Regions from separate parts of the Mus musculus genome. Here regions 1, 2, 3, 4, 5 and 6 are each linked to region 7. A link is a contact called in public Hi-C, HiCAR-type, HiChIP or PLAC-seq and promoter capture Hi-C data. All regions are on one chromosome and are shown on one strand. The core of a region is the stretch at or near the end of the contact, and the rest is flanking DNA. Distances in the headings are between cores, read along the strand shown.

What was found. Promoter capture Hi-C pulls out the DNA fragments that hold promoters and counts their contacts. Hi-C and Micro-C count contacts between places; a contact is called where the count stands out from the background. HiCAR-type assays count read pairs that join an accessible place to other places. HiChIP or PLAC-seq counts read pairs in DNA pulled down with a chosen protein or histone mark.
Region 1: a contact with region 7 is called in an H3K27ac HiChIP or PLAC-seq map of bone marrow-derived dendritic cells, with 6 times the contacts expected there. The contact joins the enhancer-like site here to the promoter of Cd83 in region 7. A contact is called at or near these places in 6 of 39 promoter capture datasets (embryonic stem cells, hippocampal neurons, liver and 2 more), 3 of 484 Hi-C or Micro-C datasets (B cells, Th1 cells and bone marrow-derived macrophages), 3 of 115 datasets of contacts at active chromatin or transcription factors (CD8 T cells, bone marrow-derived dendritic cells and embryonic midbrain) and 2 of 9 other capture datasets (adipose tissue and macrophages).
Region 2: a Hi-C map of B cells shows a contact between it and region 7, with 20 read pairs. The contact joins the enhancer-like site here to the promoter of Cd83 in region 7. A contact is called at or near these places in 4 of 39 promoter capture datasets (frontonasal cranial neural crest, hippocampal neurons and liver), 4 of 484 Hi-C or Micro-C datasets (B cells, centroblasts, muscle stem cells and 1 more), 3 of 115 datasets of contacts at active chromatin or transcription factors (bone marrow-derived dendritic cells, regulatory T cells and thymic regulatory T cells) and 2 of 9 other capture datasets (adipose tissue and macrophages).
Region 3: a promoter capture Hi-C map of pre-B cells shows a contact between it and region 7, with 4 times the contacts expected there. The contact joins the enhancer-like site here to the promoter of Cd83 in region 7. A contact is called at or near these places in 7 of 39 promoter capture datasets (cranial neural crest, frontonasal cranial neural crest, hippocampal neurons and 4 more), 7 of 115 datasets of contacts at active chromatin or transcription factors (bone marrow-derived dendritic cells, embryonic forebrain, embryonic midbrain and 4 more) and 3 of 9 other capture datasets (adipose tissue, embryonic stem cells and liver).
Region 4: a contact with region 7 is called in a HiCAR-type map of kidney, with 5 times the contacts expected there. The contact joins the enhancer-like site here to the promoter of Cd83 in region 7. A contact is called at or near these places in 1 of 39 promoter capture datasets (liver), 5 of 115 datasets of contacts at active chromatin or transcription factors (embryonic basal ganglia, embryonic midbrain, embryonic stem cells and 1 more) and 1 of 9 other capture datasets (pancreatic islet).
Region 5: a promoter capture Hi-C map of liver shows a contact between it and region 7, with 4 times the contacts expected there. The contact joins the enhancer-like site here to the promoter of Cd83 in region 7. A contact is called at or near these places in 7 of 39 promoter capture datasets (cranial neural crest, embryonic stem cells, hippocampal neurons and 3 more), 4 of 484 Hi-C or Micro-C datasets (B cells, muscle stem cells and uterus), 7 of 115 datasets of contacts at active chromatin or transcription factors (CD8 T cells, bone marrow-derived dendritic cells, bone marrow-derived macrophages and 4 more) and 2 of 9 other capture datasets (adipose tissue and macrophages).
Region 6: a contact with region 7 is called in a promoter capture Hi-C map of trophoblast stem cells, with 6 times the contacts expected there. The contact joins the enhancer-like site here to the promoter of Cd83 in region 7. A contact is called at or near these places in 7 of 39 promoter capture datasets (embryonic stem cells, frontonasal cranial neural crest, liver and 3 more), 1 of 484 Hi-C or Micro-C datasets (uterus), 3 of 115 datasets of contacts at active chromatin or transcription factors (bone marrow-derived dendritic cells, embryonic basal ganglia and thymic regulatory T cells) and 1 of 9 other capture datasets (liver).

Annotation. Positions count from the first base shown.
Region 1 is chr13:44,534,352-44,538,093 of GRCm38.p6, forward strand. It overlaps Gm34276 (a long non-coding RNA gene), which reads right to left. Exons shown (of 5, transcript XR_873341.2): 4 at 2,903-3,016. Among named protein-coding and RNA genes, the nearest start is that of Gm47792, 27 kb to the left of the region's middle. Within about 2 kb of position 1,315, at least 90 of the 459 cell types and tissues checked have an H3K27ac peak or open chromatin away from gene starts, as enhancers often do. A contact at or near this core is called in B cells, CD8 T cells, Th1 cells and 4 more, where this site is marked.
Region 2 is chr13:44,516,390-44,520,346 of GRCm38.p6, forward strand. No RefSeq gene overlaps it. Among named protein-coding and RNA genes, the nearest start is that of Gm47792, 8.9 kb to the left of the region's middle. Within about 2 kb of position 1,627, at least 22 of the 459 cell types and tissues checked have an H3K27ac peak or open chromatin away from gene starts, as enhancers often do. A contact at or near this core is called in B cells and centroblasts, where this site is marked.
Region 3 is chr13:44,580,875-44,584,908 of GRCm38.p6, forward strand. The region is part of intron 2 of Gm40931 (a long non-coding RNA gene); the gene reads right to left. Among named protein-coding and RNA genes, the nearest start is that of Gm34276, 14 kb to the left of the region's middle. Within about 2 kb of position 2,032, at least 43 of the 459 cell types and tissues checked have an H3K27ac peak or open chromatin away from gene starts, as enhancers often do. A contact at or near this core is called in embryonic stem cells and pre-B cells, where this site is marked.
Region 4 is chr13:44,703,084-44,707,227 of GRCm38.p6, forward strand. No RefSeq gene overlaps it. Among named protein-coding and RNA genes, the nearest start is that of Jarid2, 26 kb to the right of the region's middle. Within about 2 kb of position 2,213, at least 29 of the 459 cell types and tissues checked have an H3K27ac peak or open chromatin away from gene starts, as enhancers often do. A contact at or near this core is called in embryonic stem cells and kidney, where this site is marked.
Region 5 is chr13:44,495,381-44,499,223 of GRCm38.p6, forward strand. No RefSeq gene overlaps it. Among named protein-coding and RNA genes, the nearest start is that of Gm40930, 7.3 kb to the right of the region's middle. Within about 2 kb of position 1,376, at least 15 of the 459 cell types and tissues checked have an H3K27ac peak or open chromatin away from gene starts, as enhancers often do.
Region 6 is chr13:44,658,652-44,662,350 of GRCm38.p6, forward strand. No RefSeq gene overlaps it. Among named protein-coding and RNA genes, the nearest start is that of Gm40931, 23 kb to the left of the region's middle. Within about 2 kb of position 1,815, at least 35 of the 459 cell types and tissues checked have an H3K27ac peak or open chromatin away from gene starts, as enhancers often do. A contact at or near this core is called in trophoblast stem cells, where this site is marked.
Region 7 is chr13:43,782,701-43,786,706 of GRCm38.p6, forward strand. Cd83 (CD83 antigen) reads left to right here and starts at 2,412. Exons shown (of 5, transcript NM_009856.3): 1 at 2,412-2,550; 2 at 2,646-2,767. The coding sequence starts at 2,514.

The DNA.
Region 1 (3,742 bases), core at 65-2,564, 750 kb after region 7:
GAGCTACAAACACAATCATAAGCTGCTATGTGGGTGCTGGGAATTGAACCCAGGTCCTGGAAAAGCCGTCGGCACTCTCAACCACAAAGCTATCTCTTCAGCCCCGGGCCCCATGGCTTCTGATCTGGGCTAGCACATCGTAGTATGAGTTTATGAAGCAACACTACTCACTCTGTTTCTGGGAAATGGAAGAGAGGAAAAGGGAGGGCCCAGGATCCTGCGATCCTCTTTAAGGGCACAGGACAGTACAGCTGGAGATCTCCGGCTAGGCTCCACACTTTAAAGGTCCTACCAACTCTCAAGAGCTAGTTCACCAAGCTGGGGGGCCAAGCTTTTACCATATGGACCACTAGGGAGCATTCCAGATCCCAACTCTAAGAGAAGTCCCCTGAGACACGGAAGCATGACTCAAAGCTGAGACCTACGTTCCCAATCTTACCCGGCAAAAAGCAGAAAATATTGAGAAACCATGTCTCGGCCTCCCATCTGCTCAGCATGTCCACAGAGCTGAAAGCCACTTCTGAACCAGAGGCCCAGCTACTCCAGGGAAATGAAGAGGCTCCAGGGAATCCCACAGCCTAGGAGCCAGGGGCTTGCTGCAGTGTTTCATCAGAGGCTGACACTTGTTGTTGTACAAGACAGAAACGTGTTGTGGAGCAGCTCTGGTCTAAACCTCACAAAAATGCCAAGTGTCCCCTGACTTTGCCACAAACTTACAAATAAGTAAAACCATCTATCCTATGGTTGGATTGTCACCCCTGGAGGAGAACTGCAGTCAGAGCCTCAAGGGCAACTTTGCAGTTGAAGAATATCCCTGTTCCAGAAAAAGGAAAGGGAGTGTGCCACTGTTTAACAAAATGAACTTTAGTTTGACTGAGGCAGAAACCTTTTGGGCGCCAGTGGAAAAACACCATATCAAAATGCCCAAGGGTGGCTATTTTATTTTTGAAGTTATTAGGAGTGGGTGTTAACTAAACAACATCTTCCTAAAACAGTGTAAGTACAACCTTCATACAGACATAAGTAGACAGATACATTGTCTACAGAAAATTACCACCTGAAGTTTTGGTCCTGAAGCCTAAGGAAATCAAATTAATGTCCATATTCAATCAAACTCCACATACCAATGTCATTACTAATAGACCCATCCATGCCTCTAAGGAGGCGTCAGCAAATGTTACAGTCTTTACGATCTGTCGAGCGTTCTTGGCACCGGCGCATGCGCAGGACGTGACCCAGCTTGCTGATTCGTGGCTGCCCTGTGAACAGGCGTGCAGCTGCATCTCGGTGCCCCTTCATCGACTGTGGGTTTCCTTCCACAGAGGCCAAGCCACAGTTAGCCTGGATGAGAGTACCCAGCCGTCTTCATTTCCCCAGGCACAGGATGCGTCGACAAGAAGGAAGTGAATATAAGAGCCAAACAGCTCTTATTCGGCCTGCTTGCCGGCTCCATCCTGGTCCAACGCTTTAATCAATTCAGTGTGTTTAAAAATCAATTTCACCGGATGGGAGAAGAGAAGCTGCTCAAAGCCCTGTGGTCACTCAGGGCAGGAACACGGAGGCGTCCTCATTTTTCAGAAGGTCTGTTGTAGGGTGGAGTTTCCTCCTTCTCAGTCCACGAGTAAAGAAAAGATGCAGTCAGAGGTATGGGCCTGAGCACCAGCCAAGTGTGTTTTCTTGCTTTTCTTTTTTTTTTTTTTTTTTGTTTTTTTTGTTTTTTTTTGTTTTGTTTTGTTTTTTCGAGACAAGGTTTCACTGTATATCCCTGCTTGTCCTGGAACTCACTTTGTAGACCAGGCTGGCCTCGAACTCAGAAATCCGCCTGCCTCTGCCTCCTGAGCGCTGGGATTAAAGGCGTGCGCCACCATGCCCGGCTCACTAGCCATTTCTTGTAATTCTGGGCCAATGTCTAACTCTCCTAAGTTTCCAGGATGCAGTATAATGGGCCAGTAAAACCCTCCCTGCCTAATTCTGAGGAAGAGGTTTTTAAAAAGCTAAGGTAGAGTAGGGGCAGGCTGGAGGGATGGTGCAGTAGTTAAGAGCACCCCTTGCTGCTCTTACAAAGGACCCAGGTTCGGTTCCCAGCACCCACATCAGGGGCCTCACAACCACTTCTAACTCTAGCACCAACAGATTCTATAACCTGCTTCTGGCCTCCGCAAGAAACTACATACATGCCGTACACATGCAGACAAGCAGGCAGATGGACATAGACATAAATAAAGTACATTTTTTTAAAAAAGATGCGGAACAAGAGAGACGCATAGGAACCAGAATTCCTGATGAGGAGACCACACTGGGGCCCACGATTCTGCTGAGGTTGTTCAAAGGGGAAGCTACACCCTGCCTCTGGGGAAGTTAGAGGGGGGTGCGGGCACATGCTGATTCTCAGCTATGTCCTCCCACGTTTATCAAGCACCCAGTGTATGCTCTAAGACATATCTTAGCGATACATCAGTGATGGGTCCTGTGTTAGGGATACAGTTTGTCCCCCAAGGTCTCATGTAAAAACCTTGCTTCCATAGCAGCATCAGGACCTTTAAGACTAGGGCCTATCAAGAAATAATTAAGTCATTTTTGTTCATTAATGAATCCATGCCATTTTGAGGGAGTGGGTTAGGACACAGGGGAATGTATTGGTTGTTGTGATAGTGAATGGGCTTTATAAGAGAGCTTGGAACATTTTCTAATCTGCTACTTACCCTTACCACGAAGTCTTACCACTGGGAGGACATCTACCACAGGATCCTCATAGCATTAGGTGTCAGCACCACGCCCTTGAGCCTCCAAAGCCATCACGTAATGAAAACTTTTTCTTAATATATGACCAGGGGCAGCAGGTTATTTTGTTATAGTAACTCAACAATGGATTAAGACAACCATGTCCAGATCTTGCACTCACCTCTGAGAGACGTCCAGCTTGAAGGGAACCAAGCTGGAGACCACTGGGAACTGCCTCATTCTGGATGTTGGGTCTGACTGTTCAATGAGTTGCACAATGTCACCATTCTTACCACTGCAGAGATAACAGTTGCTTTCAGCCGTTTGTACAGACGCCTAGACTGTCCCAGCTAGGAAAGAAATGCAGATTTCCCATTTCTTTTTCAAGATAATAAAACTGGAGCCCAGATTAGCAAGGTGTCTCATTCCTCAAATGAGAAATCTTCCCATTGAACCTTTCCTCCTTCTAAACCCTCCAATGAGTAGGTGATATTTGAATGTCGAATGATACAAGACAGATGAGCACTGATTTAATTGCTGCTGTATGACAGCCCCCAGCCATCAATCATAACCTAATGCCTCAAGAGAGCCATCCTTTAGAAAAGGACTCTGGAACAGCATGACCAGAATTCACAACTGAAACCAGCTCTGTGCCTCAGCTGTCCTGTACCCAAACTGCCAACGCCAGGTTCTCCAATGAGGCAGGCCTGAGGCTCACCTAGAGTCTAGGATAGCTAGCTAATCTAGTAGATCTGGAGTGGGAAGCCAGAATGTGCATGTCTGAGCAGGGCATGCAGGTGCAACCTTGGTGCTGAAGCTGCAAGATGCAAGGGGATGCTAATGTCATACATGGAAAACTCTGTGCAAAGGCGGAGAGGGCTCTATATTTAATGTATAGAGGTTCTACAAAAGTGGGTAATTACATTCATTATTCAGTCATGATAGGAGCTGAATTATATGGATTCCCTGCCCTGTCCCCATTTGAATTTTGAAGCCATAAGTCCTAGAACCTCGGAAAGTG
Region 2 (3,957 bases), core at 377-2,876, 730 kb after region 7:
TCCCTGGACCAGGCTCCTCTCTGGGTGCTTCTGTAGGTCCCCATCATAGCTATCATAATGAACATCTTTTGACCATCCACAATTCTCTGAGTCAGAGCCTGGGTTTGGTTTCTACCCTTGGAAGGTCTTCAGAAGAGAGAGAAGGGTACCGGACCCCTTCTTGCCTGCTTGGCCCGGCAGCCTTGTAAGCCCCTCCTTGGCTGCTAGAACCTCAAAAACCACAAGATGCAGCACTCCTTCCCACAGGCAGAGAAAGGCAGTTTCCTGTAAGGAATCTTGTGTCACTCCAGGAGATGGGGAAGGGAATTTGAGGTGCTCCGTAGCACCACCACTACCACCCCTCACCCCTAGTCACCATAGAAAATCACCTACTCAGAGAAATGGAAGGAATGTTGGTGATCATCTATACAGGGCCACGAGGGAACATCTAAAAACAACAGTCCAGATCCTGTGCTGCAAAGGACTCCTAGTGGAAGAGACATCCTCTTAGGAACCCATCCTCAGCATCAGACAGACTTGAGCGTCAGTGACATCTTCCTGTTATCCCAGCACCTCCAGGTCCAGCTGCAACTGAACACTGCACAATAAAATGGAGAGGGTGCACATTTCTAGGGGGTGGGAGGAGGACATATGATCCTGTTCCAACTCAGCCTGTTCTCTGCTCTTCGGAACTTAAAACCTGTCTGACATTCACCACATGATGGGGAGTGCTGGCAGACGGAGGAGGGAGAAAAGGCTAAATGTATTTTAATGGGACCATTAGGAGTACGTCAAAAGGTGAGAAAAAAGCATTTGCCTGCCAAGAAAATAAGCATTGGTCTAAAAAAAAATATATAGAATGGTCCCTGGATTTCCTATTTGCTTACTGCCCCTCCCCCATTCTCTTTCTTTCTTTCTTTCTTTCTTTCTTTCTTTCTTTCTTTTTTTCTTAATGAGAATCCGATTCAACAGGAGACAGCCTAGGTCTTGCGTAGCTTACAAACACACATTTTCTTAAGCCCAGCAATGTGGGCAGAAATACAGGATAGCAGAGAAAGAACACACATGCTGGTGTATGTCAAGTGGGATCGGCGAGCAGCTCTCAGACTACAACAGCCCACAGAGTTAGGACAGAGCAGTCAGTCGCATCCATAGCTTGGCTTCCAATGTTAATCAGTAAGCCCTCCTCTCTCACAGTACTGCCATTAGTTAAAGTTGGGAATGGCAAATACCAGTACTGAGGGGTTTTTTTGTTTGTTTGTTTGTTTTTCTTACACGTAGGGGAGTGCGTGCCTGCGTGCGTGCATGTGTCTGTCTGTCTGTGTCTGTCTTTCTGTGTGTCTATAACCTCTACCTGTGTCTATTGATTGGTTGATTGAGTCCAGGGCCTGGCTCCACCTGTGTCTTCATGGATTCTCCTGTTCTTCACATGACTCTGAATTCCGAGGCTGAGACATTACTCGGATTGTGAGCCATACTGTATATTCACTGGGTTCTGTACGAAATGCTGAGATGAATCAGAGTCCACCCCCTGGACCCTAGCAGCAGGGGGACAGGGGGGCGGGGCAACCAGTTACACAGAGGAAAAGAAAGTGATCTACACCGAGACCAGAAGCTAGAAGAAATGATTAAAATGATCAGACCAAGCAAAGAGAGCATGCCTGACCCCACTGCTATACAGATCTCATTCACTCTAGCACACCATAACGAACTAGACAACAAGCAAACAGATTGCAAAAGAAAGGACATTAAGCCGGGTGTGGTGGCGCACGCCTTTAATCCCAGCACTCGGGAGGCAGAGACAGGTGGATTTCTGAGTTCAAGGCCAGCCTGGTCTACAGAGTGAGTTCCAGGACAGCCAGGGCTACATAGAGAAACCCTGTCTCAAAAAACCAAAAAAAAAAAAAGAAAGAAAGAAAGAAAGGACATACCTCATATAGGGGTAAGTCCTCTCCTCACAGAAGGAAATCCCCCAGCAGTAGAAACTGGTGGAGAGAAAAAAAGAGGAACAGAGAGTAAATCAAGCCGGGCAAAGTGGGAAATACCCCCATAAGATTGGGGGGGGAGGATGAATGACAAGAGGATGCTATAATTAGGCAATAGGAGAAGAACGAGGACCATCGCATCCCATGCTCCCCTGCACACATCAGCAGAACACCTACGAAATCCCCACCACTTCAAATTCTATCCATTGCTTACTCTCATTAAGTCAATTCATTTTTCTAAAATCTTCATTCTTATGTTAAAACTCTTGACACAAATGCTGAATCAAAACCCAGGGTTGCCTGCCATAAACAGAGAGCAACTGTGAAAACAAATACCAGAAAGTGGAGAGAAGCATTATGGGTGAATTTCTCAAAATGCTAAAGGTCGAGAACCCAGAGTTTGCTCCCCACCGGCCAGCCGGAGCTACATAGCGAGACTGTCTTCAAAAAAATAATAATAAAATAAGGAGAAGAAGGAAGAGGAGGAGGAAAGAGAGGAGGAGGAGAAAGAGAAATAGTTTTAAATAGAGAACAGTGCTAAAGAAACATTCAAAACATTTCAGAATCAACTTTAGACTCTTTGACTTAATCAGCACATCAAAAATGGAACCAAACGATAATGCTGCCTTGATATAGCATTTAATACAGTATCCGGTGTCATGTGTGACAATCAGCTATGATCATCTCCCATCCCACCCCCGAGGGACTGCCATGCAGGGAGATTCTGAACTGTCCTCCAAGGAAAAGCCGTCTGTTTCAAATGCTGAGAGAAGGAGGCACATCGTCACCCACATCAACACGACATTTACCCTTTTATAAAAATGCAAGAACAGAACAGGATGAGTCTCGTGCCTTCTCTAAATATCAAGTCAACCCGGGAATCCAGAAATCTCCCTTTAAGACTTTCTTCCAGGTAAGGTGTGGCGACACATACTCAGGGCTTAGAAAGATCAACAAAAGCTTGAGGTCAACCTCGGCTACATAGTAAGTACCACATCAGACCAGGTCACATGGCAAGAGCCCTGTCGAGAGGCAGGGGCAGGGGATGGAAGGGTTCTCACCTCTTGCAGGTATGGCATTCTTTGCTAACCTCACAATTGATTACCTATCAGTTGGGCAGGATAGGAGTAAAAGACATGTTAAAACACCCAAATGCAGATATTGCCAAAAGGTAAGCACCCACTGCCAACAGTACAGACAAAACCGTAAAGAAAGGGCCAAAGGAAGATAAAATATCCCTTTTGTGCATGGCCAAGAGTCAGGTTCAAACGACAGGATCCCAAGAGGAACTGAATGGCCAAATCCTGGAAACTTTAGCGCTTGGCTTCCAACCTGACTGTTCTCTGGTGCCTAATGGCTAAGTAAGGAAAAGCCCTCATGGGTCCTGTTGACCCATGAAGTACTGGACTAAAGAATGCAACTACAGTCACTGTGTGGGCGAGGTGAGCACAGGAGAATCACTAACATACTAAGTAGGCAAGTATACTCGGCCCACAGCACATGTTTAAGGCACAGCGCAAGACTTGTACATATAGATTCTGCCTTGACCAAAATACCCTTAACTCTCCCCCAGAGCCCATCATCCTTACCATAAACCTCAGTTTTAGGTCAGTTTTGTTTTTGTTTGTTTGTTTTTTGTGCATTCCTAACACACAGCTTAACATTGAGCTAGCTGTTCACTGGGTGTTTTTGGTATAGGTACTGGGAGTCAGGGCTTATGATGGGTAGTGGCTCCCATCTTCCAAGATTTTCCATGCTGTTGAAATACTGAAAGATTTAGTAAGCACACAGATAGGGACCTTTTTCCATCTCCCCTCCTAAGTTGGTTGGCTGCAGCTCTGTAAATTAGACCAAGGAAAGACAGATTAACAGGAGAAAAACTAACTGCCAGTCTGAAATCTCCATAGAAGATTCTCCTGCTCAGGACAGCCACTCTCCACTCTATATGAGAGTGTCGAAGGCGGGTAGAATGGAGGGTTACATACCTAAGTTA
Region 3 (4,034 bases), core at 782-3,281, 800 kb after region 7:
TTATTTCAGCCGTTAAGAAACTTGTAAAGCCGAGGGTTCAGAGAAGGGAGACTAGCGCTGCTGGCCCAGCACACATAAAACCCTGAATTCAAGCCAAGCACAGCACCAACAGGGTGTGGTGGTAGCGAGCACCTGCAGTCGTGTTCCTGGAGACATTCAGACGTTCAAAGTCATCCTTGGCTGCAGAGCCACTTCTAAGGCCACCCCAGAGTACAAAAGACTAAGTTAAAAGAGTAAGAAGAAGAGGAGGGAGGAAAAGAGGAAGAGGGAGAGAGGGACAGAGAGGGACAGAGAGGGACAGAGAGAATAATAAAATAAACTGAATTAAATAAACACATCACAGCCGAAGCGTACTGACTTGAATAGGAAAGGGATATCACACTTCCACTTATATTTTTTTGCCTCTGTCTTCCCATTTTGGACCCGGGCCAGGTCACCACTTTCCATGCCTTAAATGTTTGTATCCCCTTCCGTGCTCAGTGCGTAATAATAAGAGATAAATGAGCCTAGCAGCCTTAGGAAAGAAGTGAAGATGAGGGCTAGTCACACAGACCCTGCCTAGGAGAGCGGAGGGAGCAGAAGGCAGAGGAGGTCTCTATGAGTTCGAGGCCATCCTAGTCCAGATAGTGAGTTCCAGGACAGCCAGGGCTATGTAGAACCAAAACAAGGGGAGGAAGAAGAGGGAGGAGGGACGGAGGGGACCAGCAGTTTCCTCTCTGTGTGCACCAGCATGCATGAGCACAGACACCCCCTCCCCCGCACAAATACACAACACACCCGTACACATAATAAAAATAAAGAAATCTTTATTTTTTAAAAATTGTACCAAAAATTAATCAGTAACCTAAACAAACTTTTCTACTATTACCGTTTTGATCAATCTTAAACCCTTAAAGCTTTAGAGAAGAGTGAGTATATCCCTATACCCCTTTAGAATTTAGACATTTGTTTTAGACACAAAGTCGGGTAACTTCATTTCTAGACAGATAAGCCTACCTAAGTACAAACTTCTGACACGAGAAGAATCCAAATGGGTTTTCCTTCAAAACCCAGTTCATTAGAGGCCTCCTCCTCCTATCACTTGCCTGGTGTTTCACTTCTGCAAGCTTGTTTATTTCCACGACAGGTTATCTCGGGAGTTTGGGTTTCTGTCAATTTTCTTATCCTCTCTCCTCATCTGCATTCAAGGTCGCCCATCTCTACACACCTGCTTAGGGGCCCCGGAAACTTATTACTGCTGTGGTCAAGTCACGAAAGGAATCCTCTCCCCAAGAGACAATTTCCTCTACATCACCAGTGCCTCTTGTTAGGATAAAAATAACTGTGGCCTCCACAGCTCAGCCTGGCTATTAAGGGTTGCCGTTGTTATTTTGGCTCAGCACCCCAGGGCAATGACAGAATTTATTTTCTGGAGGTTCGTTTTAACCTAGCAATTAGTGCAAGGGAAGGTTCTGAAGCAGTAGCTGGAAACCTAGTGTTTCCATGCGCCTCGTTCTGGGTTCTAGGGAAAAGACGGCAGAGAAAATTGGACTTTTGCTTTCTTTCTTTGGCTCATTTCTAATTCCTCTTTTGTATTCGGAAAGCAGGGCACGCCCGCGTGCGTGTGCATGCGTGCGTGCGTGCCTGTGTATGTTCGGCCTGCGGTTTTCACGATCACAAACGTGCAATTGAAAGATTTGAAGAATTGGAATGTAAGCCTTTTTTTTATTATTATTATTCCATCCTAGCCTGGGTCCCCACATCCCTAGATCCCCAAGCTCCTCCAGCCCTTCGGGACCACCTCTGGCCTTTGATGTGCTAATCTCAGGCTGAGCATTGGTTGAAGCTGCCTCTAGAGCTCCTGTAGAGATGGCTGCAGTCTTCAAAGCCCAGTGTAGTCCTGGGCTCCCAAGGCAAAATAAGTTTGCTTTTTACACTACCAAAGAGAAAAATCTGAACAAATTGGAACAGGATCTTAAGCAATAGAGAGGGGCGCTCTCTCTGCTTAGAAATAAGAAACTAATCAATGCTATCAACGTGGGTTCTCCCTGTCCTCTCACTGTAATCATTTCCAGATGACAGCATGCATATGATTAGGGTCTCCTGGCAGCTCATTCCTCTCCCAGGGCCCTGGAAGGGAGAGCAAGAGGCTCAGTGGCTGGAGTCCAAGATAGGAACTTGCTAGCAGGTAACACTTGACCCTGCACTATGCTGAGGAAGGTTCTGGCAAGAAAGAAAGGAAAAAACAAAACAACAAAAACAAAAAACAAAAAACAAAAAAAACTCTCATAGGTTAAGACTTCAAATGATGCAACCATAATTCATTAGCAACACACACGATTGGCAGGACTCTCCTGGCTTCCTGGGAGAAGAGTTGTGGTACCTCTAACAACATCAGCCGTTAAAGTCTGTTAAAGATTGAAAACCTCGCAATACCAGTCTGTTAATTGTGATGAGGAAAGGAGACAGAGATGGACCAGACAACTTAGGGACAGAAGCCTGTATTCATGTCCTTGACCAGAAGTTGAACATGTCCTTGGATCTGTCTGGACAATGGACCCAAGCTTGCAGGAGCCTGGCATGTGTGTGGGTGAGGCAGGGGGTTAGGGGTGTCCCCTGGTCTGCTTTTCTGCTACCTCTCTAAATGAGCACCTGTTCTGAGAGTCATACATGAGCGAATGATCCAAACTCCAGCCCCGACACTCATGCCTTCCAGTGAGCAATTTTGGATTAGATCTCCAGATTTTCATGAGGGGGAAAAATGGGTCATACATATTTCTTAATTTCAGCTCTGCCTCTAAATCCTTTGGAGTCTCGAGTCCCGAGGGAAGAGGATTGTTATAACAGCCTTAAATGCTGACTCAAAGTCTTCGAGTCAGCTTTGAGCACTGCCTCTTGCTCCCCCTAGTAAGACTGAAAAAGTACATCACCTTTGCGGTTCCCTGGGCCTTCCAGTCAAAAAAAAAAAAAAAAAAAGAAAGAAAGAAATGCCCTGGCCCTGTGTGTAGACATGATATCCTGCTCTGCTCCAAGATAAGAGCATCACGTACTATCTTCTCCTCTTTCTTAAGACTTAATCCAGGGCACTGGAGAGGTGGTCCAGCTTGCTAATCTTCCAGAGGATCCTAGTTTGGTTCCTAGAACTCACACCAGATGGCTCACAACCTCCTGTAACCCCATCTCCAAGAGAGCCAGCGCTGGACTCCACAGGTAGCCACACAGACACCATACACATAAACAACAACAACAACAAAAACTTTAAAAAATCCCAGCAGGTCCTGCCTGTCACCTGGACAAGAGATCACCCTCATGAAGGCTGATTCGCCTAAGCCCATGGTAAAGAGATGGGCGATAAACACCCTAAGCACTGCCAGGTGGCCCGAGTAACTTTCTCTTTTCCTTCCTTCTGTCTTTTCCTTTCAGACACTGGCTAAAGCCTGGGGCCCTTTCCTTGACCCTCAGGGCCTTTGTTCTCTCTCTAAAGCTGCCCACACCCCATCCTACCTTGCAGCTCTGCCATGAGCTCAATCACTCTGCCTGCCTGCCTGCCTTCACAGACTCCACTGGAAACCCCGTGGCTTTCTCTCTTCCTCTTCTCAGTATCTTCTCTCCTGACGGACGCCAGAATTTACGGCTTGCCTATCCTGTTGTATTTCTCTCCTGGGTGTGGTACGACAGATGGAACCCTGGAGCCAGAGCTTTATGCTTGTTCTATCACAGTCTTAGGTCCTCATTCTCCGTCTCTGGTTCATCTCTGTATCTCTGTGTCTGTCTCTGTCTCTGTCCCTCCTCCTCCCTCTCCCTCTCCCTCTGCCCCTGCCCCCTCTGGAATCTATGACCAGTCTGGTATTGTCTCCCAAGATCAAGGAATTTGAAGAGGGCTGGCCTCTCAGATCTGGGCTCTCACTTCCTGTTCCTCCCTGTTCTCAGTATCACAGACCCCTCACCTCCATTTCCAGAGTCACTGTAAGTACACGCCTCCTGCCTTTCAACCAGACTTCCCAAAGGTATGCAACCCGTGGATCTGAGGATGGGCAAAGGAGGGAGCCCATTCC
Region 4 (4,144 bases), core at 963-3,462, 920 kb after region 7:
CCTCTCCCGGCAGTTTTTTTGTTTGTTTGTTTGTTTGTTTTGGGGTTTTTTGGTTGGCTTTTTGAGGCAAGGTCTCAAGTAGTTGAGGCAGGCCTTGAACTCCTGATCCGACCATCTTAGAAGGACGGAAGGACTGCAGACTTGTTCCATCATATCTCCTTTTCCCCTTTATAAAGGCTTGTGTTAGCATGCCCAGTGTGAGTGTGTGTGTGTGTGTGTGTGTGTGTGTGTTCCAGAAGGACTCGGATTCCCCTGGAGCTAGAGTTGAAGACAACCAGTATGGGTATGAAGAACCAAACATGGGTCTTGAGAAAGATCAGCCTTAATTGCTAGGCAGTCTTTCTAGTTGCTTTTGACTTTATTGAAACAGCATCTCTCATTGTAATCCTGGCTAGCATCAAACTTTCAGTGAGCTCTACCTACCCCCGCCCCCCCAGTCTCCACGCCCTGTTTCTGCTCTGAGTATAGGCACAATATGGGTGTGCCACTGTATTCGCCTGAGTTACACACTCCTTATTTGAACTCAAGGGCCCTACATGCTCTTTCCCAAACTTACATCCAGCTCTGGCTCAGAGAATTCAACACATAATTACATGAGCCTGGGTACCAAGTACTTCCTGGCTAATATGGGAATGTAGCCCGTGGCAGTTAAAGATGCCTTCTTTTTCTATGGAGGGAAAAGGGGTAAAATGGATTCACATTCATTTCACTTACTATGCTCTGTTCAGTTCATCCTTGTGTCAATAGCAAGTCATGAAAGGCTGGATGGGTATAGCCCTCATGACGATGAAGACCTTCCCCTGTAAGAGGACAATCCAACTGTTTCCTTAGCTTTGGGTAGACGTCTTGCCTCCAGAGAAATGGCCCTGGATAAGGGAAGGGCCTCACATGCCCAAACCTGAAATCCTTCCAGTTTATATGTGCTTTGAGCGTATGTAGATCTTTATTTTCTCTTTCATGCAATGAATCATAATTAATAATGGCCAGAGGGTGAGGAATTACAGTCATGCCTTATTACTAAAGATGAGTCTTCACCCTTAACTTCGCCGATGATGACGGTGGTGAGGAAGCATTTCGTCAATCGGAGGCGCAGGTTTTCCACCCCGCATCTCCAGAGAAGGGCCAGCGCAAGGCAGCTGAGAGTGCAGAGGAGGGGTGGCTGTTAGTCACTGTGTCGTGCTCCTGCACCCCCACTGAACTGGTGATTCAACTTCTGAGTTCAGAAATCTTTCCTTTTCTAGTTTGTTTTGCAATTTGAGATGGGGTGTGTTTGTGTGTGGGGGTAGTGTCTCATCTGACATGTGATGGTCTTGAACTTGTGTAGCTGAGATTGACTTCCAATTCTTGACCCTATCCATTGTGTTTTATAAGAAAGGGAGGAGGGGGATTGGAGAAGAGACAGAGAGGAGAGAAGGAAGGAGGATAAATGAGGGAGGAGGGAGCAAGCAGCCCTTTTTATAGTCAGGCATTCCCGGCTGTTGCCAGGTAACTGTGGGGCGGAGCCTAGATAACACTATCACGTCCACCTCTCACCTTACAGACCTGTACCATCATGGTTGCCTTGGCCTGAGAAGAAATCTGCTTAACATGCTATAGAGATGCACAAATCAATATAAGGTATTTGCGTAGGGAAGTGGGTAGGAGGTTGAGACGTTGGAAGGAGCAAGTGGGTGAGGTGGAGTAAATTAAAACCTGGGGGGCGGGGACTGGGAAGGGGGCAGCAATCGGATGTAAAGTGAATAAATATATAGATAATGAAACGAGGCTAAAAGGAGGGATGCACTGAGTTCTTTGCTATCCTGGGCTAACAAAACATAGATAAGATACATCTTAAAAATTAAAAACACATGGGCTGAAGAGATGGCTCGGTGGTTAAGAGCACCGACTGCTCTTTCGAAGGTCCTGAGTTCAAATCCCAGCAACCACATGGTGGCTCACAACCATCCGTAATGAGATCTGACACCCTCTTCTGGTGCATCTGAAGACAGTTACAGTGTACTTAGATATAATAATAAATAAATCTTTAAAAAATGTAAAAACACATACCGTGAATTTCAAAGCATGGGAAGGGAAAGAAATATTCCTTGCTCAGAAAAAGACAGATGCAGGAAAAGGAAATGTGGGGGTGGGGCGAGATCGAGTCAGCAATTTCTCCTACCACTGACTGTGGCCTCCTACTCTTCCTTTTGGTTTGAGAACTTGAGTCTTCGTCCCCACAAGTGCTAATGAGGCCTATTCTTTCGAGGGAGTCAGGCTCCGCCTGGCTCCTTTCCTAACCGGGAGCGGTGGATTGTTAAATCTAATAAGCATATGCACATTTGTCCCAAGAACAAATAGCTGTGACCTGCAAGGAAAATAAAATATTAAGTGCTTAACATCTTACTATAAAGAGCTGTGTAACGTCAACTCTGGTGGGATTCGATAGTCTATCGCTTGATTCCCTTTCAACTCTTTGCCCTTGGAGAATTTTGTTTGGCTTCTTCCTCTCCATCACCCACCCCGCTAAAAGGGACCTTAGAGGAGGATCCCGAAACCAACCTCCTTTCTCTCTTTAATCACCGCTATCCAAATGGTAAGTGCCTTTATTTGCATTTGAAGGAAAAATTCAAAGAATTGTATTGGAATGAGGAAGTCCCAAACATCCTGACCTTACAAAGGCCAAGGAAGGCAAAGTCCAGGGACCACAGACTGAAAAACAAGGCAAAAGTGAATATGGGAAAACAAACAAGCCAAACAACAACAACCAATGGCCGGCCGGCTGCTCAGTCTTCCTGTCTGGCTTGACCTTTTGGAAAGTGGAGACTAGGTGTCAAGTGGCCTCCAGTCTCCACTTCCCATGTGCTAAGATCACCTGTGTGCGCGCCTTTTGGAGTCTCCTTGTAGCCGGCCGGCTAACCTTACAGCCACCAAGTCTGGTTTTTAGAGTAACAGTGCTCCCCCCCCCCCATCCCCGTCCCCAAATCCAAAACATTTCCCTCCACAGCCTCGGAAAGGCTGGATGACTGGTGAACACTCCACTGCCCCACTCACAGCTCACAAATAATTTCTTGGTCCCTTCTGTCTGCTGATTGTAGGAGAATATGCAAGACACTAGAGGACGAACCAATAATCCGGCAAGGAAGCAGATGCACAGGATACTATAATAGAGCGCCTGAATCTTAGAATGAGCCTGACATGTACATTGCAGAAACTAGCTGGTTTCAGAATGGATTGGGCCTGGAGGTGGTGGAGTATAAGCTTTTAATCTCATTTCTCTGGAGCCAGAGACAGGCTGATACCAAGGAGTTTGAGGCTGGCCTCATCTACATAGCCAGTTCCAGGCCAGGGTAACCAAGAGAGACCTGGGGGTGGGGTGGAGGGTGGGGAAGGAGGGAGGAAGAAACCTCAGATGGGATTGAGGTAAAGTATGAATGGTCAAAACTGAGAGTAAGAGGTTAGAGGTGAGGGGGGTCTGGAAGGAGCTGGGGGGTCGGGAGTGAACATGATCAAAGTTTTAAAATTTGCAAAAAATAAAATTTAAAAAAAACACAAAAAAGAAGAGTGTCTGCTGGGGGAGGGGGTGTGCACACCTTTAATCCCACCCAGTACTTGAGAGGCAGAGGGAGTAGATTTTCTGTAAATTCAAGGCCAGCAAGGAGATTCTGTGAGATCCTGTCTCAAAAGGCACACGAGCTCGAGAGCGCGCGCGCACACACACACACTCACACACACACACACACACACACACACACACGTTTGGTTTTTTGTTTTTTGTTTTAAATACCAAGTTAATACCCACACAAAGAAAGTACAGACTGTACCACTGTGTAGCCAAGCAGAAACTCGGTGGCTGAAAGCATCAGCAGCCATTTATTGTTCATGATTATGCAATGGGGCAGGGACGGCTCTTCTTCCCCCCACGCAGGGTGAGTTAAGTGTCCTGACAGGAATGAGGGAGTCTGGGTTTAGGATATTCCTTAGTACCCCACTCACTTGTCTGGTGCCTTAGTGATTATAACTACTGTCTGGGGGGCGCTGGTTGGTTCTTCCCTCTCCTCATGTGACTTCGTATTAGGCAGTAAATCCACCAGAACTTGCACACAAAGAGGGAAACAGACACTGGATCTCTTACGGCCTGGACTTGGAGGTCCCAGAATGTCACTTC
Region 5 (3,843 bases), core at 126-2,625, 710 kb after region 7:
CCATTTGTGTCCAATGTAAAGACTGAATCTTAAAGCTAATTGTGGGCCGGCGAGACGGCTCAGTAAGTAAACAAGCTTGATGCCCAAACCTGATGCCCAGAGTTCAATCCACAGAACCCAAATAAACGTAGAAGAGAACAGACTCCACAAACTCCTCCTCTGGCTTCCAGACACGCCGCACGCTGTGTGCACTTCCCCCACCCCCTGCAATAATAATACATAAAATAAAATAAAGTTAAAGTTAACGGCTACACGGTATGTGGCTAGCTTTCCACTTATGGAATGCCAGTGTGGTGCCAGGTTAGGTGTTTCATATATTGTTCCCAAACCTTTTAACCCACAGTTCCCAGATCTCTCCAGGCAGTGAGGGAAAAATAAAAGCAGATTTACAACCAGCCCCTCACGCGTCAGTCGGTGTTTTGCCCACATTTTACAGTGCTCTGCCTTTCGCCCATCAGTATAAGGCCCTCAAGTCTCACCCTGTGTCTTTAAGAGTCCTCCAGAGAGAGGCCCCAAACTGGAAAATACCCCAGTGCTTATGAGCGACAGGGCAATGTTATTTCCCTGGGAACATCATGCCACAACAAATGAAGGACTGTCACCTCCCTACAAGGGGAGAGATAAAAACCTTGAGATTGAGACTGTGAAAGATGTGAGATGTAAGAGAAAGTGCAGAACTCCGGGAAGATGGCTCGCATTTGTAATCCTGTCCTACCCAAGGCTGAGTCCAGAGGATCGTCACTCTGAGACAAGCTTGGGTGAGACCTTGTCACAAAGCTAAACAAAACAGGAGATCCTGAGAGTGACAAAGAAAAGAGGAAACAAGAAGAAGGAGCTCACATTTAATATCCAGGCTTGGGGGCAAGACCCTGTACCCACTGAGTCCTCTCCCCAGACCGACGCTTGCTTTGGTTCTCCATCCTGGCCGTGGGTCAAGCACGGTGTTTATTGGCCTATGCATTTTTGGCATATGTATTTTCATCTTCCTTCCTTACGCCCCATCAATGCAGAGAGTTAAAAGATGGGTAGAGGATGTGCCATCTTGCTGCGTTAAGTCTCAAAAGCCCCTAAACTTAAAGGACCAAGACGAGCACCTGTACTATCTGCGCCCCTAGCCATCCCTGAGTCCTTCCACCCCAGCTCTTCCTGCTTCCAGGAAGCCCCCTGTTCCCTGCCTGTTGTTCTCCTGCATTTTCTTAGCATCCACTACAGAGAAGCCCCTTGTGCACTAGAGGCTCAGCTCTTTCGACAGAAAGAAAGGAGCCTCAAAGGCTACAGTGACTTCAGTCTTACTGCCAAGCCCTTGAGAAAGCTTTCCCTGGAGAGTTTATTATGTTTCCAGTAATAAAGCACTCTATTTTCACCCTCGATTCTCCTGCCCAGGGTGTGTTAGGGCTCTGGCAGGGAGCTGGCTCAATTAGAGACATATGTTACACGGTGAAGAGGCTGGCTCCGGATCGGTCACTTTTGGACGCCGTTTCGCCACCTACTGTGTGGCTAGACTTTAGTTAAATTATTTGTGCCTTACTTTTGCCATTTCATCATGGCGATCATAAGTAGGATTAGAAGAGTTTATACACATTATTCATGTAGAATAGCATGGCCTACAGTAAAGAGCAGCTTGAAAACCTATGGTCACATATGAAAAGAGTATTTAACTCATAGGGTTTGCAATTGCAGTAAGGAGAGACCAGAAAGCTGGAAATAGCTATGCATGCCTATAATCCCAGCACTCAGAAAGCAGAGGCAAGGGGGCTGCAAGCTGGAAGCCAGTGGGGTATACAGAGCAAGGACCTGTCTCAAAAATAAACTCTCGGGTCAAAAGTCTCTTATAATCAAAACCAGCACAGTTATCTAAATACTGAAGATGAAATAAACAAGACATAGCATTTCAAAAAGTTTTAAAAGCTAACATTTGACGGGGCAAAGCATGGATTAAAGTTAATGGGAACCAGGCATGCTAATACATTGATACACGCCGATGACGATACCATGGATCCGGGGAGACTGGAAAGCTCTGCTCTGAGGCCAGCTGGGGCTACACAGGAAAGCCTTGACTCTAAAGGAATAAATAAATGAATGTGTGGTACTTATCCGAAAGGAAGCAGTCACAATGGTAGAGCTGTTTCAGAGGAGAATCCAAAGTCCCAAAGTGTGCCGTCAGTCAAAGCAGGTGTGCAAAGTTTCCTCTGGTAGAAGTCACACTGGGTAGTGAGCCAGAGGTTGTAAAGGTACACACTCCCTGGTGCTCTTTTCCACACGCCAGAAACCATCTGTGTCTCTAATGACCAAAAGTTTCCATGTGAATACGTTACATCACCGCATCTTCAAGCTAACCGACAACACGAAAAGCGTGGAATGCAAAAGATGAACCTTCTGGAGAGCTTGCTTGGCCAGGCCCAAGATGGCATCAAAAGTTGTCATTGGGTTTCCTAGTAGTCGCAAGTTATGGTCTGAATGTCAGCATTCTGTGTTGGAACGTCTTTATCCATGGGGCACTTTAAGAAGTGATGATGTCCTGTGAGCAGAGTGGCACCCCTTCCTAGGCTCCTTCTGCCCTTCGTTCTTCTTCCTTGTTAGGGGACAGCTCTGTATAGCAACCAGGCACCATCACCAGAGATCAGATAAGCAAGGCCCCAGACTTCCCAGCCCCAAAGCAGTGAAAAAAAAAAATCTGTCACACAGTTTTGTGCTGGGGAAATGGCTCAGTCGGTACAGTGCTTACCAAGAAGACATGAGGATCCAAGTTCAACCCCAGAACCCACATTTAGAAGCCCTGTGCTAAGGAATTGCAGACAAACCTAGCCTAGCCATGGAGCCCAAGCCAATGAGACCTCAAAAATCAAGCAAGAGGAATGGCTTGATGCCTGAGGAATGACTCGAAAGGTTGCCCCTCTAGCCCCACCCCCTACACGCATGTGCATGCCCGCATGCATGAGTGTGCACACACACACACACACACACAGACTCACACTAAAGAATAAATGAACAAAGCTTCCACTTTCACATATTCTGATATGTCCACCCCAAAAGACTAAGAAAATAACAGGAGGAATTTTTAATTAGTTTTTAAAATTAGTGTACAAAGTCATGGAAATTATTATGGTATTTTCACACTGTCTTAGTCAGGGTTTCTATTCCTGCATAAAACATCATGACCAAGAAGCAAGTTGAGAGGAAAGGGTTTAGTCAGCTTACACTTCCACATTGCTGTTTAATCAAAGGAGTCGGGACTGTAACTCAAGCAGATCAGGAAGCAGGAGCTGATACAGAGGCCACAGAGGGATGTTTCTTACTGGCTTGCTTCCCCTGGCTTGCTCAGCTTGCTTTCTTATAGAACCCAAGACTACCAGCCCAGGGACCCACAGTGGGCCCTCCCCCATGATCACCAACCAAGAAAATGCCTTATAGCTGGATCTCCTAGAGGCTCTTTCCCAACTGAAGCTCCTTTCTCTATGATAACTCCAGCCCGTGTCAAATTAACACACAAAACCAGTCAGTACACACACCTTGTTCTCACTGACCCTCTCCCCAACATATGTATATGTATGGCATATATGCACATATATATGCTATAATTATATACTATATACTTTATATTATATATGAACGTCATACATCAACATATCACAGAGTCCCTATCTTAGTTCTAAGGCAATTTGCAAGACATTGTTTTATGATTTCCTAATGTTGCCTAATATACTTTTGCATTGCAAACAGAATTGCATAGTCTGTATTCCAGCAGTCCTGTCAACATGCAAATTACAAAAACAACATTCCCCCCGTCCAAAAAAGAGCTGTATCAACTGTCAGAGAAAAGTGGGGTTATCAAAAGATATCAGT
Region 6 (3,699 bases), core at 565-3,064, 880 kb after region 7:
AGACTCTGAGGAAGTCAAACCTTAGCAGAGGGGGTGATCCCTGGGGACATGCGTTTGGACATCATCCCTGGCCCTCAGTTCTTCCCTGCTCTCTGTTCCCATTCTACCAGGAGGCACAAAACTTTCCTACCATACATTCCCACCATCATAATGTTCTACCCAAACACATGGGACTAAATGACCATGGACTGAACCTTTGGCCAGGGCTGGACCCTTCAGCAAAAGGCTGCTTTGTCAGGTATTCAGGTCACAGCATTGAGAAGTAATTAGCACAAAGACCTTCAAATCTAGAAAAATATTAGAGCCAAAGCAGGCTTAAGTTTACACACAACAGATAAACAAAAACAGAGTCACATTTAGGTATATGAGCCATCTTGCCAGATCTAACCCTATCTCTCCTCCACCACTCCACCTCTGAGTGTGTCTTTGTCTCTGTCTCTCTGTGTGCTCTCTCTCTCTCTCTCTCTCTCTCTCTCTCTCTCTCTCTCTCTCTCTCTCTCACTGGTACTAGAAATTTAACCTAGGATCTAACACATGTTCAGAAAACGCTCCATCACTCAACTACATCTTCAGCCATAAATATATATTTTTCAATTTGCAACCAGAGTCTCAATAAGTTTCTAAGCAGATCTTAGCTAGTGATCCTCCTGCCTCACCCTCCTGGAGGAGCTGGTGTCGAAGGTCTGTGCCACCAGGCCCAGCAAAGCTTTTCAATGACCTAACCAACCTCAACTACTAGTTCACTGAAGAACCAGATTCCAGGTCTCTGCCTTCCTAGACTGAATCTATCCTTTTCACTACGTGGCCAAAGACTATTCATCCAACTTCACCCTACACACCTTGTGCCAGGATTGGGGGGAATCCGAAACTGCAGTTCTTCTGGAGTTGCAATAAAATATCTCTGAACTTTCCAAAAGAAAAGAAAGTGACTCTGAGAGATGCCTGTTCACTGACTTCTACATCAGCACCTGGGATGGTCAAGTTGGGTACCAGGTACCAGGGAAGGAAGAAGTGAATGGTCTTGGAGATGCTCCTCAATTAAACTCTATTCCATCAAAATGGATAAACGGAGAAGGGACTCAGACCATAAGTGAACACGGAATAAACACAGATAACCAGGAGACACAACTAAATATTTAGATTGTATATTGACCAGGGGTTAAGTGGATTAGTGGAGTGATGATTTGGGCAGAGTTATGTGATTTCTATGTTTAGACAGAGTGGATTAGGTTGTCCAGCATGTATTTCACATGGCCAAGTCGAAACTGCTGCTGTCAGCACTTTCATTTCTAGGGGTGCCTTTCTGTCACAGGGCAGAAAGAATAGGACCTTAGGGTGTTACTCATCTTTATGACAGCCGGGTGAGTCAGATAGCCAGCCCTGTAATTCTCGGAGCTCTGATGAGGAAACAGATGCGGGGCAGGGAGGGGAAGGTCAAGAACCGCTATAACCCAGTCCTGGCTCCCCTTCTCTTCCAGTCAAAGTGACTCCCTGGAGCACTTGGGCAATCCAAGCAGGCGCCAGCATGGTGAGCCATTGTCCCAGAACCCTTTTGATCTCCTCTCAAAGGCAGAGCAATTGGGAGTTACCTGGTCATTATTTTCCCTCAGATGCACGTCTCAGATTCTCTCTAGAGCATGCGTTTTTCCTAAGGGCAGGGACCAGCTTCAGCTGGGATTTCAGCAGGGATCCAGCATCATAGCCAGGGAAGACAGAGCTGGAGAGAAGGATGGTTGAACCGGTAACCAGATGTGGTTCCAACTGCCCGTGGACTTCCTGCCCTGCCTACCGACCTCCCCCAGGAAGCTTCTGGAACAAGTCTTTGCAAGGACAGTGATTCATGTAGAAGCTCCTGAGATCATCTGCTTGACAGCATCCTCAGGAACAAAGCGGGGCATTCACTGGGTCCCGTTAGACGGGCCTGGACACCGGGATCTTTGCTTTGCTGGGAGGAGGATCCCACGGTCGTGGTTCTGTGGGACTCCCACAGATGATACTTTGAGAGAATAATGAAAGCCACAAGCTTGCTTGCAGCTCCAGACCTAACCTTGCTGTCATTCTTCTCCCAACTATGACACTCAGTTGTTATCCAGTGCATAAGGAAGCTAAAAAAAAATTTTTTTTCTTGGTTTTTTTTTCGAGACAGGGTTTCTCTATATAGCTCTGGCTGTCCTGGAACTCACTCTGTAGACCAGGCTGGCCTCGAACTCAGAAATCCACCTGCCTCTGCCTCCCAAGTGCTGGGATTAAAGGCGTGCACCACCACTGCCCGGCCTGTTTTGTTTTTTTAAACCATTTTCTCAACATGCTTCATCTTTAGAGTGACACTGAGTATTTTGTCCGTCTTCTGGGCCAAGTTATAGGTAGGAGCTGAGTTCCACAGCAGTTCTAAAAGTGACATACAGCCATTGTGGAGGTGTGTAAAGAACTTGTTTTAGGGGTGTTGGAGAGAGGGCTCAGTGGCTAGGAGCACTGGCTACTCTCTCAGAGGACCCAGGTTCAATTGCCAGCACCCACATGGCAGCTCACAAGTGTCTGTAATCCAATTCCAGGGTATCTGTCACCTTCATACAGACAAACATGTAGGCAAATTACCAATTTTGCATGTAAAATAAAAAAATAAAAAAATACCAGGAATAAATTCCTGGTTCTGCTAAGGTTGAATAACTTGTTTCAGTCTTTGCATTGCATATTCCTGTACCACGTAGCACATAATATAAGATACATTTTTTTACTCATCAAGTAAACATATATGAACCAATAAATTAAATTCCACTCTATAATAACAAATCAAAAGGAGTAGAATGGCCTTTGTTTTTCTTTTTTTAAATATTTATTTATTTTTATTTTATGTATATTGGTGTTTTGATTACATGTATGTCTGTGTAACGGTGTTGGATCCCCTGGAGCAGCAGTTATAAACAGTTGTGAGCTGCCATGTGGGGGCTGGGAACTGGAACCTGGGTCCTCTGGAAGAAAAACCAGTGCTCTTAACCACTGAGCTATCTCTCCAGCCCCTTTGTTTTTCTGAGGTGAAGCCTCACTCTCTAGCCCAAGCTGGCCTCAGGCTCTCCTGGTGGTCTTTCTATCTAGGCCTCCCTCCCCCAGTGCTAGGATGGTGGGCAGGAGCTGTTGACTCTGGCTTTGCTGTTGCTGTTTTCTGACAGGGTCTCAGTAGCTCAGGCTGATCTTGACTTCCAAATGTAGCTGAGACTGGGAGCTCCTGATCCTCCTCCCTCTAAGTCCTCAACTCGGGGACAACAGGCTTGTGGCACAATGCCCCGCTCTAATGCAGTGAGTGAGTGGTTCTCAACCTTACTAGTACTGCGGCCTTAATATGGTTCCTCATGTTGTGGTGACAATCAACCACAAAGTGATTTTTGTTGCTACTTCATAACTGTAATTTTGCTACTGTTGTGAATTGTAATGGAAATATCTGTGTTTTCTGATGGTCTTAAGAGACCCCTGTGAAAGAGCCTTTTGACACACACACATACACACATACACACACCCAGGTTGAGAACTGCTCTAATGTACCCATTGAGGAACAGGAGACAAATTGAGATATTAGATAATCTATCTATCCATCTAAAGGTTTGTCTCTCAGCCTTGTACAGAGAACTGTTTTAAAAGTCTCTCGTGGGGGTGAGTGGCTATGGGGGACTTTTGGTATAGCATTGAAAATGTAAATGAGCTAAA
Region 7 (4,006 bases), core at 1,162-3,661:
CCGTGAGGGTGGGCAATCATCATGGAGAGTGTAGCAGCTGCACAGCCACAGGCTCAGAACATCTGTTCCTGGTACCTTTGCGCTTAACAGGTAAGGATCAGAAGGATGGAGTCAAAGCTGGACGGGGTTCTAGTGGGGGGCACACAGGATCTCAAAAGTATCAGAAATGTTTCATTCTTTTAAAAAAGATTTATTTATTTTATGTATGTGAGTACAGATGGTTGTGAGTCTTCATGTGGTTTTTGGGACCTCTGCTCACTCTGGTTGATCCCGCTTGCTCCAGTCGGCCCCTCTCTCTCAGTCCCTGCTAGCTCCCGCCCAAAGACTTTATTATTATACATAAGTACACTGTAGCTGTCTTCAGACACATCAGAAGAGGGCGTCATATCTCACTACATGTGACTGTGAGCCACCATGTTGCTGAGATTTGAACTCAGGACCTTCAGAAGAGCAGTCAGTATTCTTACCCACTGAGCCATCTCGCCAGCCCAAAATGTTTCATTCTTTGAGCCTAATTGTCTGGTGTATTCAACCCCATGAATGTGACAGGTGAGCAGAAGGGATCGTGTAGCAGCCTTGACTCTTCCTTGGTTTGGACTTTGCACAGCCCTCTTCTAATAAGGCACCTGGCAGCCTGCGATCCTTCCCCACAGGACTGTGCACAGCTCCCCTACTTCCAAACAACCTGTGGGTAGCCTAGGACCCCACATCAAGCTTCAGAGCTTTGCAGTAAGTTTATCTCCCCTTAACGTCCATCAAACTTAGACTTTGTTCAGTCATGCGCTACTTCTATCTAATAGGAGAGTGGGATGGCTGATCCTGCCTGAACTGGTTCAGGGCGCATGTCCAGTAAGACAAACTGTTCCTTTGAAGTAAACTTTGGGGGAGAATCACCTTTTCCCTACCTTATACCTGTGTATAAGTGGGCATTCCTATAGCTTCCTTCAGAAATGGGACCCCTGATAGGTTGCCATGCTACAATGCACAGACCTACCCTCACATGCAATGGGCAGGACCAATTGGATTTGCTAGGATATGTGTGTGTGTGTATATATAATGTATATATGATGTATAAATGTATATATGATAAATATGTACATGTGATGTATATGTATATATGTACATGTATACGTGCATATGATGTATATATGATGTATAATGATTATATGATGTATATATGTATATTTGCATATGCATATGTGTATATATATGTATATATGTAATATATATGAGAGATTGAGAGAGAACATGAACTTGGGAGGGAGATGGAGGGAGGGATCTGGGAGGAGTTGGAGTTGGGGAGGTGGGGGGTGGACTTGGTAAAAACAAAATGCCTTCATATCTGAAGGAAAAAATAATAAAGTAAAAAAGCCATCCAAGTGCCCAACACTACCTAATGGGCTCTAATTTGTGGCCCAATGGAATATGGCACAGCCACCAAGCAGTTGCTGAAACTATTTTTAGTATTGTGAAACTGCTCGTAAACTGTTAAACTAAGCTAACACAGGATGAAAAAGATAATGGGAAGGGAACAGTATTAGAATGCTGTATAAGGGTACAGACATAGAATAGTCAGTACACCAAAATGTTAAGTGGGGTTGCTTCTGGGAATTAGAGGTGATTTGATCTATTTAAAAGAAAAATCTAATTTGAGATGGCCATACACTTCTGGATGTGGGCGTCCACTGGAGAATGATTGACCTGTGGGGGGAGGGTGGTCTCCCTCCTCCATAGCCGCCAACTATCCATAGCTCCCCAGTTAGGGGTGGGCAATTGTGAATCCCTTCCCCCAGTATGCTGAAAGGTTGCCTGCCTTGAGCATGTGAAAATCATCACTGCTCCTGTGACTTCAGAGTCATGTCCAGCAGACACCGTTCTCCTTCCAGATCTCTGGCACTTAAAATCTTTCTGTCCTGTCTTCCCCCTGGTCCCTGAGCCTTGGGGAGCAGATGCAAAGCAGATGGACTCAAGATTCTTTTAGACATTGTTTTCTAAAAGACTTATGAGCATGTGTGTAATTAATGCTTTAGTATAAAAAGATCTCCCTTGCTCAAACAACGTAAACAAGGCCGAGCGATAACCCGAAAGAAGGCAGCAAGCCAAGGACTGCAGGCGTTTGCCACTTCTCAGGAAGCCTAGGGTGTCTGTCCCTATCACAAAATCTGGAGAGTAGCAGGTCGCCACAGCCCTGGGTTTCAGAGGAAGCTGCCCACCCTATCTGAATCTGCATGACCCACTCGATGGGTTTGAGGGTCATCTAGCTGGGGTGGCGCGTGCCATCGCGGCTTCCGAAGCCTCAGGGCGCGGGGCGGTTCCGCGGAGCTGCTTGTTGCCGCTGGCCAGCCGCAGCAGCAACGCGGACTTGGGGACGCGCGCGGGGCGGGGACCAGGCTACCCGCCTCCTCCGACTGGGGAGTCCCCGGGGCCGGCGCGCGGGGAAGTCCCAAGCGCGGGTACAAGAGCACGGCGCGCGCCCAGGGGGCCGGCCCGGACAGTGTCGCAGCGCTCCAGCCATGTCGCAAGGCCTCCAGCTCCTGTTTCTAGGCTGCGGTACGGCCCCCAAGCCCGATCGCTCGGTGCTACCCGCGACCCCGCCTCGGTGGCCTTGCTTACGCCGCTCTGTTTCTCCCCCCTCTCTCTTGTAGCCTGCAGCCTGGCACCCGCGATGGCGATGCGGGAGGTGACGGTGGCTTGCTCCGAGACCGCCGACTTGCCTTGCACAGCGCCCTGGGACCCGCAGCTCTCCTATGCAGTGTCCTGGGCCAAGGTAAGCTCCACTGGGGTTTGCGCGGTCCCTTGCAGGGACAGTGGAAACAGGCACGTGAGAGACCGGGTCTCCAGGGGCCCTGGATTGGGCACTCCAACCATTCTGATACCCCATTTTCTCCCACCTCCCTTCATCCGCATCCATGGCCCACGCTCCCTTATGTTAGGATACAGATCATGATCAAAAGCGGCTTGGCGTGAATGATCCCACCAGAGGTTTCCAAGGGATTGGATCCATGTTACAGGGCACCTGTGGGTGCAGCCAGAGAGCTGCAGTGAAAGCAACATGGGCCTAGATTTGGGCATGGGACCGGGAGCATGTCCCTAGACTCCTGATTTCTTGTGCCTTGTGACCATGGCACCATCTCAAAGAGGGTCTCAGGTGGCTTAGGCTGGCCACAAGAGGTAGTTAGGAGCGATCATCTCTTTTCAGCTAAGGCTCGCTATTGGCTCGTCTGCCACCTTGCTTCTTCATGGAAGCCTCTGAGGGGTCGGGTCTGGCCAAGAATGAAGATTTCCTTAGAAATGTGCTGGAGCCCGAGGCCCAAACAGGAGAGACCGCATCTCTGCTTCTGTGGTGGGAAATTGAGTTGCACGCAGCAAGACATTTGAAAGGTTTCCTTTCAGTGAGAGCCCTCAGACTCCAACATTGTAATTCCTCTGGTATTTTAAAGCCCAGCTGCTGTAATTTAATAGAGCCGGCCTTTGCACCTCGGCTTTCAGCGAGGTTCCTTTGCACCTCGGCTTTCAGCGAGGTTCTGAGAGAGGCCACCTCCATCTGAAGGCAACATGAATTAAATCCCCCCCGGGGGTGGCTCTGAGGAGGAAGCCTCTGTATGCTCTCAGTTTTCAAGAAACACGGGACTGCCTTCTTCCCACAAAGAATGATGTTATGAGAAGTTTAAACGTGCGAGGCAGAATGGGAAGTGTGTGTGTGTATGTGTATGTGTGTGGTGGTGTGTTTACCCACTTTAGCCACTTGTCTGGCCTGGGGGGAAGGAGGGTGGCAGCTCAGCGGTGCAAGGCTTGCCCAACACACACAAAGTCCGAAGGTTTGAAATACTAAGCATCAAAGCAAAACCCAAACAACTCAACCAACTGAAGTGTTAATTCCCCAAAGATAATGACTTCCCTGTGCACTCTGCACTCTGCCCAGCGCCCAGGGTCCACCCTGTTACTGAATCTAAGTTTGTGTCAGGAAGGAGGTGATACCATGGAGATCTCAGGCCACTGCTGTGTA